Regions from separate parts of the Sus scrofa genome. Here region 2 is linked to region 1. A link is a contact called in public HiChIP or PLAC-seq data. All regions are on one chromosome and are shown on one strand. Each heading gives the region's core, a stretch centred on a gene start, on an enhancer-like site or on the middle of the called end of the contact. The rest is flanking DNA. Distances are from core to core; before and after follow the strand shown. Region 1 has its middle 89 kb from the start of HNRNPLL. Region 2 holds the start of ATL2 (atlastin-2).

What was found. HiChIP or PLAC-seq counts read pairs in DNA pulled down with a chosen protein or histone mark.
Region 2: a contact with region 1 is called in an H3K27ac HiChIP or PLAC-seq map of skeletal muscle. The contact joins the promoter of ATL2 here to the enhancer-like site in region 1. A contact is called at or near these places in 1 of 5 promoter capture datasets (liver), 8 of 47 Hi-C or Micro-C datasets (epiblast stem cells, fetal heart ventricle, heart right ventricle and 3 more) and 2 of 2 datasets of contacts at active chromatin or transcription factors (alveolar macrophages and skeletal muscle).

The regions. Positions count from the first base shown.
Region 1 is chr3:101,840,105-101,844,570 of Sscrofa11.1, forward strand. No RefSeq gene overlaps it. Among named protein-coding and RNA genes, the nearest start is that of HNRNPLL, 89 kb to the left of the region's middle. Within about 2 kb of position 2,622, at least 25 of the 83 cell types and tissues checked have an H3K27ac peak or open chromatin away from gene starts, as enhancers often do. A contact at or near this core is called in liver and skeletal muscle, where this site is marked.
Region 2 is chr3:101,955,163-101,959,628 of Sscrofa11.1, forward strand. ATL2 (atlastin-2) reads left to right here and starts at 2,027. Exons shown (of 14, transcript XM_005662612.3): 1 at 2,027-2,194. The coding sequence starts at 2,077.

The sequences.
Region 1 (4,466 bases), core at 1,372-3,871:
CATTAACTTGTGGGGTGACCTGGTGCCAATGGTCAAGCTGCCATTTCTTCATCGGAGTTCAATAGAACTGAAGTCTGACGGAGTCTCTGCAAATTTAGCTGCTTCCCCATGCTTACTGGTAGTTTGCAAGTTGCATTTTAAATTGTTTACTGATTGCTTCAACATTCATTCTCGTTGATATGTTTCTTTTTAAGTTCTTCCATTTATAAGGTGATTACTCCATCCTAAGGGCCCCTGCCTGAGTGGGACCTGTAGGATGTTGGGCACCAAAAGATGGGGGACAGAGGGTCACTGCTGCATCAGCCTTAATCTGGGAAGCAATTTTTGGTTGCTGAGGCATGATATGACACTTAGGTGTCATTAGAGTATATAAAGTATAAACAGCTATGAACACTACTATTTGTGGTAATTAGGGACTGACATAGTTAGAGAGACTGTTTAGCCCTGATCACTAGAAGTTTAAGAGTTGACACACTGGAAGTTCCCGTTGTGGTGCAGTGGAAATGAATCTGACTAGTATCCATGAGGCCAGTATCAATCCTTGGCCTCACTCAGTGGTTAAGGATCTGGCATTGCTGTGGCTGTGGTGTAGGCCGGCAGCTGCAGCTCTGATTCAGTCTCCAGGAGGTGGAGACTCCCATGGTGCAAATGTCAGAAATAACTGAAAGCCAGAGAAGTGGGCATTTCTGGGAAGATGAGCCACCCATTCCTTCCTCCTCCAGTTGTTTATACGTTAATTAGCGGGCCAGGTTCTAGAGAAAATAAAATATAGACACAGATCAATAGGCGCACACTTTCCCCTCCAGAACCTTACCGGTAAATGGAGGGAGCATTACAAGTGCATAGGTAATTATAATAAAGGCAATATATAATAGGAATAACCATTTTTTGTGTATGTAAATACTGATTTGCTGATTGCTATAAATAGCCTCTGTTGCTCCTCTTTTCTTACCGTTAACCTTTCTTCTCTATCTTTATCTGTTTGAACTTTGCAGCTCATGGGCATTACACAGAATAGCAGTTCCTGTGAAAAGCAAGAACAAGGAAAACAATAGCCTTTAGTCCATTCTTGTTAGTAGAAAAACACTGGAGACTGGAAGGGTCATTTGAGTCAGTGAACTGTTTCTCTTGGCATTTGAAATGCTTAACTTGTCATCTGAAAAAGAGCGGTCAGGGCTGCCCTGGAGCTCAGCTGAGAACCGTAGGGTTACCTGAGGTCTGGGCCTGGGTTGCCAGGACAGGAGAAAGGCAGTGACCGGGTGGGGCCCAAGCAGCAAAGCCTCCAGGAAGAATTCAGCTTCTTATCTCTGCTCTGCCATGCCCTGCATCTGACTCCAGGAGTCGAGTTGCTTCTCTGAGCCTCAGTTTCTTCATTTGCAGCGAGGCCGAGTGTCTACTCTGGGCTTGTTGCAAGGAAAAAAGGCTCATTTCAGGAGAACTCACATATCTTGGTTCTCTAGAGAAGAGGTGAGATTGACAAGTCCTCGACACCCCCTTAAACTAGAAAAGTGATTCAGCCATTTCCCTACGAACCTTGCAAAGGACTCAAACAGCTTTATCAGGCATTTGCTCTGCAGTAATGTATGCGATTTAGTTTAATTATGTCCACAACTCTACAAGGAAGGTATTTTCTCTCTTAGACAGGGGAGGAAACCAGAAGTCAGACAAGATGACTATGGGAGTTCCCTTGTGGCACAGCAGGTTAAGGATCTGGCATTGTCACTGCAGCAGCTCAGGTTGCTGCTGTGGCACGGGTTCTCTCCCTGCCCTGGGAACTTCCACATGCCATGGGGGTGTCTCCCCCCAAAAATAGATGACTGTACCGTATGTATCTGGGATCCTATGGACATTTGAACTCAGATCTGTTTTGACTCAGAGCACATTCATTTTTCACTGTGCTCCCCAGCTCATGCTTCGGATATGATGGATATGGAAATAAAACCTAGGCCTTCTCGTTAAGTCATCAGGACCCTGTACACCTAAGTAGGCTGTGAGAACTGAGAGAAGAGACCGCGAGGTCTCCAGAAGACACTTCACCTCGACTGGTTTGTGGAGACAGCTGAGGCCCGATGAGAGGCCTGTGTCCACTAAATGGGCTTCGCCTCTTCATCCTCTCTCTTTATCCTATATCTACTTAGGATGACCCCAAGCCAGCGGTCCATGGAACACATCTTGCTGGCCTCACGCAGGGCCCTTGAAGCTGCCCAACTGCCCTCCAGCATTTGGGCCAGATGGACACTTGACGTGGAACCTGGTTGGGGAACAGCTTGGGAGCTTAGTGGACATGAAGGGCTGGCAGGGTCCAGGCTTCCCTCTGACTCCATTTCTTGAGGCAGCGCTGTTGCCTCCTCCTCCCGGCCTGCTTTCTGATGTCCCTGAGGCCTTTCCAAGTAGGGAGAGTGGAAGGACAGAGTGGATGTGGCCAATCAAGAAACGACATCCTCTAATCAGGCCACCCAGACAGCCCCCTGTCTAACCCAGTTGGCGCTGAGCCTTTTGCCTGGGGATCATTCTGTTCTGTAGCAGTAAAGCTGACCTCAAGCGAGGCCACTCTGTCCAGATCCTTGTTGGATCTAAACAAGCACAGAGCCTATCTCCGGGAGAGTTCTGCCTTGCTGGCAGGTCTCCAGAAGGGGGCGGTGCTGTTTAGCCAGGGGAGTCAGCAGATGGCCTTCCCCTGCCTGGACTGCCTGGGTAAGCTGCTAATGGATTTTCCTAGGGTACAGAAGGCTCTAGATTTTCTAGAAATGTGTGAAAAGGGCTTCAAACAATTTATAAGAGAAGGCATCAAAGTTGCTAAATAGAAGCGCATTATACAAAAATCAATTTGCATTTTTACGACCCATCACAGTAAGGAAACAAAACCTTTTAAAGCTAACATTTATAAGAGAAACAAAAGCTATAAGGGACCAGAAATAAATCTAATGAAACATATGCATGATCTTTATGAAGAAAATTACAAAACTTCACTTATTATTTAGGTATTTTTTAATAGATAAGGTGTGTTCATGATATGAAGATTCACTGTTGTAAGATTTCAGTTCTTCCTAAATTAATCTATAAATTCTAAGAAATTCCCACTAAATCCAGACAGGATTTGTGTAACTAGATAAAATGATTTTAGCCTTGCTAAAATCAAAGGGCCAAAATAACTATGAAATTTTGAAGAAAACAAGATGAGTGACTTGTTCTATAAGACTTACTAAATTAAGGCAGAGTAGTATTAGCCCTGAAAGAGACAAATAGCCCCGTGGAACAGAAGAGAGAGCCCCCAGGCAGATTCCTATGCATGTGAAGTCTTAATGTATATCACAGAGGCAGCATGCAGATCTGTAGAGAAAGGAAGAACTGTTCAGTGAATGGCACTGGGAATTCAGTAACCCATGTAGAAAATCAAAACCAAAACCAACGCATTAAATTCTAGGTGAAACATTTGAAAAGCAGAATTTTAGGACCTAATAGGAGAAAATATAGAAAACCTTCAAGACCGTAGTGTAGGCAATAATATCTGAAAACACAAAAAGGATAAACCATAAAGAAGAATAGTGATAAATTTAGGTTAAAAATGTAAAGCTCCTTTTCATCAAAAGAGGCCATAAAGGAGAATGAAAAATAGACAAGCACTGACTGGGAGAAAATGCTGTCAATCGGGCAGCCATAAAGGGCGTGCTGCAAGGGTTTGCCTTCAAGAGAGAAGCACCTGTCAGGTGTGTGTGATTGGCTGACAGCCCGCAGCTGCCGGGCCTTCAAGATTCATCGGTGTTCAAGCCCAGGCCATGCCCTCCCTGGCCTCATCCCCACCAGCGACTGCGCCTGGTAGGAAGACCCTAGCCGAGCCTTTCCCGCCTAGTGTTGATCTCCTTTAAAATGCACACTCTTCTGGGGCTCCCCATCAGCCCAGCTGAGACTTTCTCAGAACTATCCCTTCCTACCCAATTCTCCTTTCTTCTCTCTCTCCCATCACAGGGATCAGGATCTGCACTGGGGTCTGAAGGCTTTTCCCAGCCCCTCCTAGTCCTTTTCCTGTTACGCTTCAGAAGCATTGACCTACAGTGTTTTGTCTTGCACTTCTGATTCTCTCTTGGTGTCTGCTTCTTGGCGGACCTGAACAGACATAGCCTATAAATAACTGAAGACTAGTATCCAGAATGTATATGTAAAAACAGACTGCAGATTGATGAGATAAAAACATCTCGATAGAAAATTAGGCAAAAGATATAATCCATAGGAGAAATCTAAAAGCCCAATAAGTACATGAAAAGATGCTTGATCTCACTAGTAGTTAGGGAAATGTAAATTTCAGGAAACCAGATACCATTTCATACCCGTAAGATTGGTAAAAACCAAAAACGTTTGCCGATGTATTGGGGAAGAAGTGGAGCAACAGGAACATGTAAACTGTTGGTAGGAGGGTAAACTGATGCCACCATTTTGGACAGTTTAATAAGTACTTACCCATCGTTAGA
Region 2 (4,466 bases), core at 777-3,276, 110 kb after region 1:
TTTTGTCTGTCTTGTTTGTCATCGTCTGTTCAGCACACACAACAGTGTCAAAATTCATTTGTTAAATGAAAGAATGAAGGAACAAATGACAGAGTAGTGAAAAATGAGGCTTGTTATAAAGGTAGAGCCCAAAGCATGAACGTTCTCGTCAACTATTTTGAAGAGTCTGGACTTTATCCTGATCAGCGAAATCACATGAATAAATTTGCATCTAAGAAAATTCAAGACAGTCTATGTGGAGGACCCACAGGAGAAGGGGGGAAGAGCAGGGAAGTTGTTATAGCAAGTCCACTGGGAGATGATGGGGTCTGAATCAAGAGGAAGGCTGAGGGGGTGGGAGGAGGTGAGCTGGGTAAGATTTAGAAGTCAGAATAGTTGTCATGTGGATTTGCTGGGTATAGAGGGAGGGAGATGTCTGCAGGAACACTGAGGTTTCACTGTGATGAGAAATTGCAGAGGGATGGTTGACTGGGGAAAATGGAGGAAGGCCCTTAAAACATATGGATTTGAGGTGACCATGGGATAGTGCTCAGTCTCTTGACAGTACTTGTGTTTGGCTTCTTTACCCTCCTTAGAGTCAGGAGACTTGGACCTGTCCAGGGCACTGTAGTAGCCTATGAAATAAACTGTTTCCTAGTGGAAAGGACACTGGCTAGGAGGTCACTTGACTAGCAGTGCAGCCTTAACTCTGGGGGTCCCTGATGGAGTGGGCTCAGTACTAAGTTAGCTGCTAATTCTAACTGGAAATTTATTCTTTGCTGGCAAAAATACTCATCTTTGCATCTTCTCTCATACCTCAGATGATAATACCCTGTATAAAGCAGACTGCAGGCAATATTAAATAGATGCCTTATAGGGAGATTATGACAGGAAATCCATCATCAAACAGGGCTTACAACTTGGTGCTTAGGTTGGACCAGGGGCATCGAACCAGGATGCAGGGAGTTAGGAGGTCCAGGAGGAGCCCCAAATCCCTTTCTATTAATACAAAAACAGATGAATAAAGAAATGGCCCAACAACCCCCCTTCTAGAATGGTACCCTGTAAGCTTTGATGACATCAATGCTTTTGTAGTGGTCATTCAGGATGAAGGGCTGTGAGAAGACCTGTCCAAGACAGCGGTTTGGACACCTGGACACATGTCTTTACCAGAGAAAAGGAGAATCTAATGCAGCTGGCGATAATGGTAAACACCCAAAAGAATAGGGACTGTTTCACAGAAGTCTCCAAAGGGTGGCTTTCCTTTTAAAAGCGACCTGAACTTTCTATAAGATGTCACTGGACCCCTTGAAGAAGGTTATCACAGTTCGGAAAGGACCTGCTACAAGTCTTTTTATGATTAGAATGCTTTCTGGTTTGCCCCTGTAAGGGGCTAGGAGCAGGAAGGCAAGGGTATGCACAGTTAAGAAGATAAGAGGAGGGTCTCATAATTAGAAGGAAGCGATGGCAAACGAACCATAGGATGGTCTCTGGATGGGAAACAACATTGGAGACTTGTGCAAGAAAGAACATGAGGAAAAGCAGGGCACCAGCAATAGTGTGGCGGGGAGTGTGGGGGTGGGGGAAGGAGGAACGAAGAAGGGAGGAGGGGGAGCACAGCTGTGGGAGGAGGTGGGAATAAAAGGGAGAGAAGGAAAGGAGTGTGAAAGCAACCTCACGTGCAGTGCACGAGTCAACGATCATGGAGAAGAGCTGTCAAGAGAATTGGGTTACTGAATTAGGAAGGAGGGACTTGGCTCTCCGGAGAATCCTTCTTCGTTTACACAGCCTAGTCCAGAGCTGAGGTGTGGCAATGAGCTTAGGGCGGTGGGAGTGTGAGACTGTCGGGGTGGAACGCTGCCCAAGTTCTCCCCAAAGTGGAAGGCTGGGAAAACCGAGCAGCAGGCAGGCTTGCAAGCAGAGCGGGGGCGGAGCGAGGGCTCCGAGGGGCGGGACGAGGGAGGGCGTGGGGAGGACCAGGAGGAGTAGCTTGAGGGCGGCGCTAGGACCCAACGGCGCCCCGCCGGCTCCCGGGAGGTTGATAAAGCGGCGGCGGCGTTTGACGTCAGTGGGGAGTTAATTTTAAATCGGTACAAGATGGCGGAGGGGGACGAGGCAGCGCGGAGGCAGCAGCCGCACCTGGGGCTGCGGCGCCGGCGGCGGACCAGTGACCCAAACACCGCGGTTAACCACGTCTCGTCCACGACCCTCCTAGGTACGGGCCGGCGCGGTGGAGGCCGCAGGGCCGGGTGGTGAGAGGGCTAGAGCCGCTCGAGCTCGCGGGCACCGGCCGCAGGCGGCGGGGTCGTCGTCCGCGGCTGGCTCAGCTTCCTTCTGCCGCCGCGTCTGGCCGCCGGGCCTAGCCCCCGCCGCGCCCCGGGCTCCAGCAGCGCGCGGCCCGAAAGGGCGGCCCCGTGGCGGCGGCTCCCGCAGCTGTCGAGTGTACTGGCGGCTCGCGCGCCGCTGCGCCCGGCCCGGCCCCCTGTCCGCCGCCCGCCCGCCGCGTGGCTGTGGCTGGGTCCGCCCCGACCTGAGGGGGCGGCCTTGAGCAGGGGCCGCCGACCCGGGGCGCGGGGAGCTAGGCTGCGGCGTGGCTCGGTCCTAAGGCTCTTCGGAAGCTGCTGGACGACCTGTCATTAGGCCGGCACTTAATGCTCTCTGTTCCTCGCGGGGAAAGGGAGGAAGGGTTATCCAGGTCGTGATGGGCCCCGTGGAGGAGGAGGACGCGCAGCGCACTGGGGGAGCGGACACCTCGCTGCCAGGTCGGAAAGCTCTCCAGACGCCCTTCCAGGAGGGAACCGCAGTCCGCAGGCCAAGGCTGTGCTCTGGGGCCCGCGTTCGTGGCCCCTCGGTTCCCGGACCCATTCAAGTGGGTAACGCGTGGCTAGGATGCAAGTTCGGGTTTAATTGTCAAAACTGGGGTTTATGTGCTGTGTGCTAGTACTGAGAACATAGTAAGGCCTGGTTAGACTGAAAGTGTTGGTGGTGCGAAATCACCTGATCCTTCGCTCCCTGGTTTTGCTGAATGTGAACTCTTACTGTACGTGTTCAAGGAGTGCCCCTGCCCCCGAAGACGCATTTGCCTTGGCAGCGGGGTGTTGTGTGTCCCTCTCATAACACCCCTATTTTTAGGAGTTTAGCATTTGATCTTTCACTATGATGTGAATTGAACGCCTGAAATCCTGATTGAGTATTTTGGTGGTACTTAAAGGCATAAAGTTTTTTAAAGACTTGTAAATAGTAAAAGTTTATGGTTAGGTAAGTATGGCAATAGCATAGATAGGAGTTTTTTTTTGTTTTTTTTTAACCTACACTAAATTTGAACTGTGTTGTTCAGACTTCTACAGTCTGTTAAAGGTTTCGTGAGATAAAATGTAAAACATTTTGATAGAAGACTGACTTTAATAGAAAAGCTTACGTGAAATGTATTTCATCATTTATGTTATTAGCCTATGGACATGTTGAATGTATGTCAGAGGTGATGACAATCTAGAGTTTTTGCTAAGGGAAAAAGAACAGGAAATAAGGCTTATTTTATTTCTTGCCAAGCAAAGCATTTGACAGAACTATTTATATAGAAAAAGTACTTCAAGAGAAGAGAGGTATGCCTTAGATCTATTCTGGTTGGAATTCTCAAGTAATTAGAGTTGTTTGGAATGCTGAGGGATTGGTTAATTTAGCTCTTTTGGACCCCGGGGGTGTGCTTATTTACTTATTTATTAATTATAACCGTTTTGACGTAGATCCAAAGCGTTCTATCCAAAGCAAGCGTGCTTGCTTACCTTTGTAACTCAAGGCTGTGTATGAACTGTGAAGAGATGCGATTCTTAAGACATGATAAGTAGAGTTGCTCATTTATTAAATACTCTGTCTCCTACCCGCAGGTTTTTATCTTGTGTGTGTATAGTTAATCCTTCACTTGATAGCCATTCCTATCAAATGACTGCCTGAAATAGTCCCTCTCCCTGCTAATTTGCTCTGAGTCACCCATTCTACATTAAAAACCAAATAAACTTGTTAAGATTTGTGTTTAAAGTAAAAGCCAGCAGACTGCAAATGAGTAGGAACTCATCTAATTTTGGCTGTGTAAACTCTTTGTCTCCCTATGCTTTCTGGATAAACAAAGTTAAGCTGAGTTGGGGTGAGTCAGGTGCCACTATAGAAGTTTAGTCTTGGGAAGATGTTTTGTGTCTCTTAAAGAGGCATGCTTACTCTTAGAAAGTGAGACCTTTATAAAGCACTTATGATCTATTCTATTTTTATGACTTTGTAGGATGATAAGCATCTGTGGATGTGATTAAATCTATTTAGTAAGGTGTTTTGAAATCCATTGAAATTCTTTTTTTTTTTGGTCTTTTTAGGGCCGAATTGGAGGCATATGGAGGTTCCCAGGGGTCCAATTGAAGCTGTAGCCGGTGGCATGCACCACAGCCACAGCAACATCAGATCCAAGCCGAGTCTGCAACCTACACCACAACTCATGGCAA